Linked DNA regions of Mus musculus: regions 2 and 3 are each linked to region 1. Evidence: chromatin contacts called from public HiChIP or PLAC-seq and promoter capture Hi-C data. All regions are on one chromosome and are shown on one strand. The core of a region is the stretch at or near the end of the contact, and the rest is flanking DNA. Distances in the headings are between cores, read along the strand shown.

Region 1 (3,750 bases), core at 347-2,846:
GAAGGAAGGAAGAAAGAAAGAAAGAAAGAAAGAAAATACCCATAATACAAGTGGGAACCTTTCATACAACAGAAGAATTGGCTCCAAACCATCTTTCTTCAAAACTAAAGATCTCTTCAGGAGGGTGACTATTTGATAGAGAATTTAAGGAATGGATTCGCATAAAATGGCTATACCACTGAAGGTAATTCCGTGGAACTATAATTCAAGTCTACCATAAAACGTCTGAAATGGGGCTGGTGAGATGGCTCAGTGGGTAAGAGCTCTTCCAAAGGTCTGGAGTTCAAATCCCAGCAACCACATGGTGGCTCAAAACCATCCGAATCAAGATCTGACTCCCTCTTCTGGAGTGTCTGAAGGCTGCTACAGTGTACTTACATATAATAAGTAAATAAATCTTAAAAAAAAAAAAAAAACTTCTGAAACAAAGTTTTTATCTTTCAAGAGACCATGGGGAAAATCTGGTAAACTCACAGCTTCCTCTTCATTACCATATTTGGATTTGCTCCAGTGTCTGGATTTGGGTCGAAGCAGCTGGAGAAGCAGGAAGCTAATACTCTTCTCCCAGCTTATCGTACTCTTTGAATGACAGTGGAATGGACTAGTGGACTAATGGGTAGATTTTTTTGGGAGATATTAATGATTTTGCCAATTTTTTTGCATATCGGTAAACTCACTGTACAACACTTCAGAGAAATAACGTGTGAAGCTGGAGAAAAGGGTGCATCAAGGCTGAATCCATAAAACACAACACAACAAAACAGTGTTAGCCTAGTCCTTACATGTCAAATCTCCAACTGTGTGAGCTTCACTCTACAGTCAAGGAGACCAGAGAAGTTCTTTGAGTCCTGCCAAACCTGACAATCGGTTTGCGAGAGAAGCCCTTTAATGACGGAAGGAAGTCCTCCGATAAATGTATCTTTAAATTTTTTTATTAAAAAAAAGTTTTCCTTTGTGATATACAAGAAATATAGTGGTCGTATTTTCAGCAATGACAAACTTGAAGACGAGGTAAGAACTAATGATTTGTCAACAAAATCAAGGGTTTTAAACTGATGCCGATAGGCAGGTGTCCAGGAGAAAAAAAAAAGTTTAGGGTCTACTACTCCAAATTAACTGTAAACCCCGTTAATGACACAATTTCGGATTCCACAGATTTGTGAGTTAACGCTCTTTGCAGGAGATAAGATTGAAAACTTGGAGCAGGGTTGGGAAGGTTATGACGCTAGGTGTAGGGATTTTTTTTCTTTGGTTGCTGACGAAATATGGTGCAGAAGTAAAACTGCCTCAGGTCCCCTCCGGCGGTCTTCACTCCGGGCTCAGGTTAGCTGTGCGCTAGCGTGACTCAGACAGCCCCCTACGTATTCAACTACGCGCGCCCGACGACGGAGGTCGACATCCCCACACTGCTCGGCCCGCACGGCCACTGCTCTGGTAGAGAACCCGCGGTCGGGGAGGAATTCCCGGTCAGCCCCGTAGCGGTGACAGACGTCGCGGCGAGCCAATGGGTGAGCTGGAGGCGGGGCTAGTGGGCCTAGGGGGGGCGGGATTTCCCGCGCGGCGGCCGCTGAGCTCTGGGCTGGGGCGGCGGCGCCTGCGAGAGGGCGGGCCGGGTCAGCTGCAGCAGGCGGGGCCACGCGCGGAGCTGTGGGCGGCTGCCGAGTGTCCTGCCGCCGCCCAGCCTTCGCCACGATGCCGGGGATCGACAAGCTGCCCATTGAAGAGACCCTGGAGGACAGTCCGCAGGTGAGGCGCGAGCGGCGGCTGAGGAGAGCGCGCGGCCTAGCGCGGGCCTGGAGCCTCAGGTGCCCGTGGCCCAGGTGGGCGCCGCCGCCCGGGGTCGCTGTCTGCCGGGGCCGCGCCCTACACTCCCGGGCCGGGCTGGAGGCCCGCGCGTACTCGCGCGGCTGGGCCACGGGCGGCCCGGAGACCGAGCGGCCGTCACTGTCTCCCGTGGGGCCTGGCGTTTGAGTCCGCGCCGAGTCGCCTTTGCATTTCACGGGAGGTGCTGTTTTTATCGCGATGATAGGATGTGAGATAAGTCCTGTTCGTGGCGTTTTCGGAGGAGGCCCGGCATTCGGGGGGACGGCAGTGGCTAGTTTTCTTAGGAAGGGTCTGCGAGGCGGAGTGTGCAACGCCGGTGGAAGCAGGAGTGCGTGCCTTGCTCCCCGTGCTGTGTCGGTGCCCGAGTCTCAGGCTGGTGGCTGTCACTTGAGCTGTGCACTGCGGGTGACGGAAGGCGCCTACGCTGCTTCGAGGAGGCTGAGCTTTGGGTAGCAGATTGGCCCGAATAAACTCATCAAAATGAAAGCCCTGTTTTTGTGCGTTAGGGATGATGCTGGTGTGGTTGCTCTGGCTGAAGACAGTTTGGGAAAAATAAAACGATTCGTTGGATTTCTTTTTCAGTACTTAATGACATCAATTGTGTTTTAAAAGGTGTTGGAGCCTCTAACTTGTGTAAACTTCATCTTTACGCCAGCCTTTATGTATAGTAAGGGATATAAAACAGTGTTGCAGGTAGATTTTTAAAAATATTGCTTGCTGAGAAGTACATACTTCATAGGCATTTGTAGTTTAATAAGTGGCCCTCCAACCAAAAAGAGGAAAAGAGAAGAGCTAGCGCTTGTTTTCCTGGATGGCACTTTTGTCATGGATTTTGTGCCAATTTTTATTTCAAAGTTAGAATTGTGCTCTGATTGTAGAATTGATTTATTCTTTTCTCTGAAGGCAATCTTTATAGGCCAGTTGCTAGGAGGTAATGTACTCTTATCAGATAATGTGAGAAAGAGAAAGCCACATATTTGTTTATCTCGTAGTTTAAATTGTGCGTAATGATTTTTTCAGTGTAAAGCCTTAAGATATATTTATTTCAGATGATTTGCTACAATTTTGTGGTTGTGTTAGTCAGAAGAATTTTATCATTTTTCTTTTTTTTAAGTTAAGACTCAGTATACTGTCTGAACTTCTTTTACCCAGCTGACTTTTTATAGCCCAATAAAGACTATAAAGAGAATGGGTCACACAGTGCCCTATCTATGATTTTCCATGTAGAGATAGTCCTGCATTTTCAGTATAAGTAGTTTACAACTTGAGTCAGACTCATTCTGTAGCTCAGACTAGCCTCAAACATGAGCTTCCTCCTGCCTCTGTCTGCTGAGTACTTACTGCAAAGCTTGAACCATAAGTATTTTCGGTTGTTATTGTTGTTGTCTTTTAATTTAAAATTTGTTTTTAGGTGTAAGGGTGTTCCATTTGTGTTTAACAGAGATTAGAAGAGGGTGTTGAATCCCCTGGAACTGGAGTTACTGATGGTTGTGAGCCATGATGTGTTGGAAATTGAACCTGGATTCTCTAGAAGAGCAGTCAATGTCTTAATTACTGATTTATCTCTCCAGCCCATTTTTAAATTTAAACTGATTTCTTTGGTACTGGGGGCTGGATCCAGGACCTTGCAGTTGCTAGGCAAAGCTGTACTACTAAGATAAATCCTCAATTTTGTTTTTATTTATTTATTTTTTGTGTGTATATGTGTTGCGCATGTATGTATGTGTTTGCATCTCTGTGTATATGTGCTCATGTGCATGGAGACTCAAAATTGAATAATCTTCCTTGATTGCTTTTCATCTATTTACTGTCACACGGTCTTACTCAGAGCCCTGGGTTTGAAGAAGCTTGCTCCAGGTATCCTGTCTTTCTTAAAAGTACTGAGAGTACTTGTGACCTCCACACTTGCCAGTCTTTACGAGGGTT
Region 2 (3,750 bases), core at 485-2,984, 550 kb after region 1:
CAAACTAGGGCAATACTAGTGCTGGAGCTGTACGCTCCTGGGAGAGTGACTGGAAAGTCACTCACCCTGACCTTGTGGCTCATGCTTGTCATCCCAGAAACTGGAAGGCTGAGGCAGGAGGATTGCAATGAATTCAAGGCTAGGCTGGTTTATATAATGAACCCTGGCTCAAAACACCAAAGTAAAGCGTATATACAGATAGGCATGGTAATACACAGCCACAATCTTAGCACTTTGGAGGTAGAGCAGGAAAATTAGGAGTTCAAGGCCAGCCTCAGCAACATAGTGAGTTTGAGATCAGCTACATGAGATCCTGTGTCAGAAAACAAACAAGAAAGAAGTTACTTGAAATTCACCTATATATAGGCCAAATGCCTGTTCTGTAAAACTGCATTTTCCCCCTCTGCTTTCTTTTCATCTTCACAAACACACACACACTTATATTTTCATATGATTTTGCTTAAACCTTGATTTCATTAGCTTTTTAAATAATTGTGTTAAGGAGGGTGTGAGATCAACTTTGGGAAGGACCTACTCTCGGTCTTTCTGGGCAGGATAGATCTGTTTCCTTAAAGCTGACAACAGGCCAGTACATGGTCGCTTCAGCTGGCCTTCCTGCACTGATCCCTGCCTGCCCAGCTCAGGACGCACGTTGATAAAGCCTGTCTGTCCATAAGGAAGCACCAGCTGCAGACATGAGCAAGATCCCTGCTGAGTTACAGGGATGTAGAAGACAGCTCTTTCGTCTTTAGGAATGAATTTTCTGAAAGTTGTTTTTAGAAATTTTGATTAATGCAAGTTTCTCTTTGCACTTTGCCTGGAGTGTCCTGAATTTGGAAATGATTACTGTTCTTCTGTCTCTGTGCTTGTTTCTAAAGGAAAAACAAACTGCAACACCTTTCCTCTTTGTGTCGATGTTGATGTGGAAATGTTCCGTTACCGGGCTAAGGATGTATATTTTAGGAAAATCTTCATTTGATTAAAACACAAATTTTGTGCCAAAGTAAATATCTTAATATTTAATGCTGTAAGCAGTTTGTCTTCTTCCAGGCCATGCGCCATAATTCTTTCAGTATTTGGGAAGAACCTGTGGCTGGAAGATGATCCTGTCCTGTGTTACTATGAAACATTAGGCATTTTGTTGCATTGTTTCTTTGTCTGCTTCCAGTCACTGAATAATCAGTGCCAAATGCTTTGACTGTTTCCACAAATGGCAGAGGCATGTTGTCGCAGCATCGAGACTGTTGCTGGTCTTTGGATTGCATTAAATGCAGCATATTTAAAAGTATGTCTGAATTTGTCAGTATGTTTCTTTGCTGTTTTCTTGTTCACTGTTTTCCTTGTGAAATGACCTATGATCATCATATTCCTTTGTAATGTGAAACTGTTCTGTTTGTCTTCTGTCAACATATCGGATACTAGTCTGTAAGTAAAATAGCTTTAATAAGGTTTTATCTCTGTAATCCACTACAAATACAGTATTACTTTTCAGTAATGCATATTTACTTCTTGTCGACATTTCCCTTTGCTCTCCTTTCTTTCATGGAGTCATGCTTAATGTGCTTTAAAAAACAATCCTGATTATGTGTCTTTAGTGCTGGAAAAGGTTAAACAATTGCAAGCTGAGCAACCCCAGATAAGATTATTTTTATGGAGGAGAGCTACACGTGTTGATAATATTATGCAATATTTCTATCTTAAGAGTAAAGACACTGGTTACTTCCCAGTTAAAAAGCAAGAGGGAGCAGAAGTGAAGTCCAAACAAGGTGTAAAGCTAAGACTGAAGAGGATGCCCTTTGTTCTGCTGTTTAAAGCTTTATCTATTGGCAATTTTTATATAAATAACTCCAAGGAAAATTATCAGAAATAGTTTTTAATGTTCAATAGTAAGAGAAAAGAATTGTATATCATCTTTATATTTGATTTTATAAAGTATTTATTTATTTTAATTTAATGAGACTATCTATGATCTAAGAGTTCAGCCAGTTCCTGGCATACACTGGCAATCTCCACACTTAGGAAGCTAAGAGAGAGCGGTCTTGAGTTAGTACCAACCTAAGTTACATAGATCCTGTGTCAAACTTACCAAGCAGAGAGTATGTAAAACATTGGATGTCTGAGTCTGCCCTGAAATGACTGAGGCCTCCCTGCCTTCCCAAGCACTCTTGTGCTGGAACTGTGCAGCAATATCCCCTGATGTGCTGCTTTCTTGTGGTCCCTGAAGTGGGGAGGTGATTAAGGGTCCTGATGAAGAAGGTGGACTTGATATCAAAATGGTGGAAGGAGAGGGAAAGTTTGGTCAACAAAGCAATTTTGACTCGTCCTTCACTAATACTGTTAGATCACTGAGAACTGATCGTGTTCTAAGGTGTGAAAACTAGACTATTATCACTGGACTTTTTCTTGGCAGCCTTCTAGTAACCTTCTGCCTTCTGGGAGAAATTCATAGACCATCACATCAAGTGAAAAAAAACAAAACAAAACAAAAAACAAAACGCTCTCACAAAACTGTGGCTTTTAGTCTATAGGTTTTTTTCTAGAATACTGTCTAGGGCTGTGCTGCTCTGGGGATGTTCTTAGGTAACAAAACGTTCCTCTCATATTTCTCTTCGCCTTCCTGGTAACCTCTACGCTGACCCTGGCCTCTTCCCTATCCCTTTCTCTTCTAATGTTTTATACATTTTCATTTTTCGTTATATTTGTCTTTATTGAGTATTGATAAGGTCCTCTCCAGTGTTTTTATTTCAAGAGCACTGTTATAAAGGCATCCTTTGTTAAGTTTAGGATTTAGGTAGAGAAGAACTAAACATCTTCCATTCTTTTAAGCCATGTTAGAGAAGAGGAGGCGCCTTTCTGACAGACTACACTCATGAGATATTTGTTCCTATTCAGTCCTCGTCTTCCTGTCTTCCTTCTAAAACACTCAGATGGCAGAATGGGGCAGCCGAAGTAGAGACAGAGACACGCCCAGCAGCAGAGCAGTTTCCCTTTGGGAGCCTAGACTTCAGTAAGCGGCAATATCTAGAAATGGAACCAGTCTAGAATTCCAGCTTCCTGGAAACATTAAAGATCAAACCACACCCTGTGTATCACATTGGTTTGTTCAAGGGATAGTTTGTATAAAAGTCATGCGTTACACACACACACACACACACACACACACACACACAAATATATATATATGTCTGTATAGCATGCACACACACAATTTTCAAGAGTAGAAAATGGCTTGTTCCTTTATGGAACCTTTCCTGTTAGAAACAGATTTTAAAAACCAGGTTTTTTAAATTGTTGCTAATAGGTTCTAAGTGTCAAATCCCCCAGTTTTTGTGGTAAGTCGGATTATTTGTTTAGATAGCTCACTGATGATATCCATCAGTGCTGAGGAATGGAAGACCTGTACAAGTTAATGCCCCCCCCCCTTTTTTTAAGAGTAAGCAACTTGGCTAACAAGGCTTACTTTTAATTACCAGGAAATATACTTAGACCTGACACTGCCATTTAGTTAGGGTCTAGGATTTGTCTCTATCTGCTTTACTTTTGCTCAAAGGAAAATGTTTTCAATTTTCCCCCTTCTCATTTGATGGAAGACATGACCTTTTATATTATAAACAGATGACAACACAGTATGTTCTATTCTTTGATTTTAACACTGAGGCAAATTACATAGGTCAACATTAAAGATGTCTTACTGTGAGATACAGGGACTCTTTTCCTTCTCCATACAGAAAGACTTGGTGTTGAAAGTTT
Region 3 (3,750 bases), core at 493-2,992, 520 kb after region 1:
TAAGGAAAATGTGTCTCTGGTGTTAAGAACCTAATCTTTGCACACCTGAGTCGTCTTCTTTTTTTTTCCCCCTCAAGATTTATTTATTTATTTATTATTTATTTAATGTATATGAGCACACTGTAGCTGTACAGATGGTTGTGAGCCATCATGGGGTTGCTGGGGCTTGAACTCAGGACCTCTGCTCACACCAGCCCTTCTTGCTGCAGCCCAAAGATTTAATTATTATCTGTAAGTACACTGTAGCTCTCTTCAGACACACCAGAAGAGGGTGTTAGATATCACTCTCTTACGGATGATTGTGAGCCACCATGTTGTTGCTGGGATTTGAACTCAAGATCTTTGGAAGAGCAGTCAGTGCTCTTAACTGCTGAGCCGTTTCTCCAGTCCAATAGCTATATTTTTAACAGAAACTTTAAAACACCAAGACAGCTGAAAGTCTTCTTGTGAGTATGTCACTTTATTCCTTATTTCTATTTTAAACCACATAGTAATGTGGTACATAATTTATTTCTGTGAACCAAGAAATAAGCTTAGTTCTCATCCAGTAGGGTTTTGGCAGATTCAAAATTTTAAAATTTACAATTTTATCATCCTATACTTTATGACTAAAATAAATGTTTAGATGATGGTCCCTCGTGTAGTTAAGATGATTTTGTTGCTAGTTTTGCTTCCCAGAATAAGCTCCATATAGAAGTGCCCAAGGAGATAAATTAGATTAAAACTCAAGGATGTTCATAGCAGCAGGTTTATAATAGTCCCAAACTGGAAACAACTCAGAAGACTTTCAATATTAGTGAATAAATGCACTATGATCTGTTGGGTGACAGAGCATAACATGTAAGAATATGCACTGTAGTAGTTTATTTAGGAAGTTAAACCCTGAAAGTTATATTTATTTAGTCAGGTATGTTTGGGTAGTGTGACTAAAGAAATGCGAAAGAGTGCACAGGGAGATAGCTTGCTTGGCAAAGTGCTTGTTGCACACACACAAAGGCCAGAGGGATGTCTAGTAGCAGTAGAAAAAAACGGCACAGTCACACATCCTGGTAATCCCAGATAAGGTGAGGCAAAGACAGGAAGATGTGTTGGCCAGCTGCACTAGCTGGATGGTGAGAACCAGGTTCAATGAGAAATCATCTCTCAAAAAATAATATGAGAGCAACTGAGGAAGGTACTCAGTGTAATCTGTGGCCTTCACATGCATGTGCACACATGTGCCCACATACCCACACATGAATACACATGAATACTGAGGAAGGTACTCAGTGTAATCTGTGGCCTTCACATGCATGTGCACACATGTGCCCACATATCCACACATGAATACACATGAATACTGAGGAAGGTACTCAGTGTAATCTGTGGCCTTCACATGCATGTGCACACATGTGCCCACATACCCACACATGAATACACATATACATACCAAGAAATGGAGGAAGCAAATAAATATGAAAGGGTAAGTATTACAAAGTCAGGTAGTCCTTGCCATTGTGGGAAGAGAACGTAGAGAGTTGATATCGACCTTTGAAGGTTGATAGAAAGGATCTGTTCTTTGACTGGGCAATGCCCTCAAAGAAATTCACTTTATAAATACCTACACCTTTTAAAACCTCTGTGTGTGTGTGTTATTTACACAATAAATACACATGACTAAATGTGGCACTATCCAGATGAGGTGGCACATGCCTGTAATCTGAGCAGTGAGCAGGCTGAGATAAGAGGGTTGCTAGAGCAACACGGCTGATAAGTGATAAGACCCTGCCTCAAGTAAATGAGGAGGAACAAGAGCATGGTAATAATCCCCACTCTAGAGTAATACTTAAGTATATCAAACAAACCAACCGTGGATTGGATTGGTTTGGCTTGGTTTGGTTTTTTATTGTATCTATTGTATCTCTTTCAATTGTGGCAAGTCAGATAACTCCTTCAAGATCTAAAGGATCTTCTGTTACATGGAAGTTCTTTCTTCTGATCTCTGATGAGGGGTAGGGGAAGTAGGCCATAAGCTGTTCTTTCTGTAGATTATAGGTATTGCAATAGAGCTTCTGTGTTGTTGGAGGTTTTATGTTTTGTTTGCTTTGTTTTTCACTTTCTCAAAATGAAAGGGAAAGTTTTGAGCAATATATTCTAATATGATACCCCCCTATTTATGGTTTTTCATGACAAGAGTTTTTCTGTGTAGCCCTGGCTTCTTAGAAGTTGAGAGCAACTTCAGGCTGGCCTCTGCCTCTCTGAGTTCTGGCATTAAAGGTGTAACCTACCATCACCTGGCTGAGTTTTTGATGTTTAAGACAATCGTTGTAGTTGAGAAAGACCAGAAGAGATGATAACCAGACAGATATGAGGCCTAGGTCAGATCTGTGTTGACACACCTCCCCATTCTCTTTAAACCAATTTCCTTGTTATCGTGTCTTTGTTATCCTGGTGCACAGTAATATTCGAAGGACTCCTTTTGTTCCCATAAGTAGTTTATAGTGAATTGAGGAAAGTGGAGGTAATGGACAGCTGCAGCATCCCGTCAAAGAGATTTGAATAAAGAATAGTGGAGCAAGAGAGGAAGGACACCTACATCATTTAGGAGAAAGGAAGAAAATAGAAACTCAGCTTTAGCCACAATGAGATTACGTCCCTGTGGGATTCTGCATGAAGATACCTAGAAAGCAGTTAGAGAATAGAGTTCTGGAAACTAAGAGAGAATATGACTTGCCATCAGCATTAAAAACAGTTCAGTTGCAGATAATTAATACAATGAATAGATGAATGCTATTGCCACTAGAAAAAATCTTGAATGCCAAATACACATATTTAAATTATATCCTCATGGAGAAAAAGGCAATGAAAGGCTAAGAAAGGAGTGGGCAGGCATAGGAAATGAATGGGCAGTCCTAGAAATAAAAGACACAGTTTTTAAAAGGCAGTTGAAAGCTTTTGATTAAATACAGTTAGTGAATCCATTTATAACAAAAGATTTAGGTCACAAGGACAAAGGGGTGGGGGAGACTTTAGCAAGTCATAGGTGTCAACAAAATTTTGGAATATTCCAAAAAAGTTAATCAGGTGTGAGAGATTTGGAATTGTATTCTGTTTCTTACTCTACAGGGGGTAGAGGGGAAAGTTTTGAATAGACAGCCCAGATGCCAAAGGTGCTCAGGACCCGGGAATCCATGTGGTGCTTTAAGCAAGGGTGTGGGTTTACCTAAGAGCAGTCTGTGCCTTATTTTCTTTACCCTGCGCCATTCAGGAGCTGCTGCTCACAAGTCTCCTGAACTGCTCTGTGTCCCATAAGAGCTTCTAGAACTTTGCAGGTTTGAGTATAAGAAAACCAGGACTTTATGAGCCAGGGAAGAAACAGGAAAAATGTACGAAGCAGAAGAAAGCTTTTAAGAAATGTAATTAATTTTTTCAGAAAGTTAGATATTTTATAAATAAAACAAGAAACATATTGTCTCTTAAAAGGTGTAGCCCAAGTTATTAAAATTATTGACAGGCAAGAGTACGATACTAAAGTTTTAAAAATCAGTACAAAGGTTTTTTAAAAAGTAAATATTCTAGACAATGAAAATGGTAAGAATTTTGAGTAAAAATTTTCTAAAGTAAATGTTTTAAAAAGAGAAGTGAGAAAAATGGGATGTGTGGAAGGACGTGGACACACATACCCACAGAGAATATACTTATGAATAAAACAGAATGTAAGACAGTGCCCCAGTGAAAGGTATTGATTCTATGCTGTAAATTAAGAAGATA

The links. Promoter capture Hi-C pulls out the DNA fragments that hold promoters and counts their contacts. HiChIP or PLAC-seq counts read pairs in DNA pulled down with a chosen protein or histone mark.
Region 2: a promoter capture Hi-C map of pre-B cells shows a contact between it and region 1. The contact joins the enhancer-like site here to the promoter of Appl1 in region 1. A contact is called at or near these places in 3 of 39 promoter capture datasets (cranial neural crest, hippocampal neurons and pre-B cells) and 1 of 115 datasets of contacts at active chromatin or transcription factors (trophoblast stem cells).
Region 3: a contact with region 1 is called in an H3K27ac HiChIP or PLAC-seq map of extraembryonic endoderm stem cells, with 6 times the contacts expected there. The contact joins the enhancer-like site here to the promoter of Appl1 in region 1. A contact is called at or near these places in 6 of 39 promoter capture datasets (the HPC-7 cell line, cranial neural crest, hippocampal neurons and 2 more) and 3 of 115 datasets of contacts at active chromatin or transcription factors (the 230-238 cell line, extraembryonic endoderm stem cells and stem cell-derived neural progenitor cells).

The regions. Positions count from the first base shown.
Region 1 is chr14:26,968,397-26,972,146 of GRCm38.p6, reverse strand. Appl1 (adaptor protein, phosphotyrosine interaction, PH domain and leucine zipper containing 1) reads left to right here and starts at 1,596. Exons shown (of 22, transcript NM_145221.2): 1 at 1,596-1,746. The coding sequence starts at 1,693. It overlaps Gm41114 (a long non-coding RNA gene), which reads left to right and starts at 3,339. Exons shown (of 2, transcript XR_874477.1): 1 at 3,339-3,750.
Region 2 is chr14:26,418,340-26,422,089 of GRCm38.p6, reverse strand. All of the region lies in intron 21 of Slmap (sarcolemma associated protein), which reads left to right. Among named protein-coding and RNA genes, the nearest start is that of Gm34223, 16 kb to the right of the region's middle. Within about 2 kb of position 1,734, at least 8 of the 459 cell types and tissues checked have an H3K27ac peak or open chromatin away from gene starts, as enhancers often do.
Region 3 is chr14:26,444,708-26,448,457 of GRCm38.p6, reverse strand. The region is part of intron 13 of Slmap (sarcolemma associated protein); the gene reads left to right. Among named protein-coding and RNA genes, the nearest start is that of Gm34223, 42 kb to the right of the region's middle. Within about 2 kb of position 1,742, at least 2 of the 459 cell types and tissues checked have an H3K27ac peak or open chromatin away from gene starts, as enhancers often do. A contact at or near this core is called in extraembryonic endoderm stem cells, where this site is marked.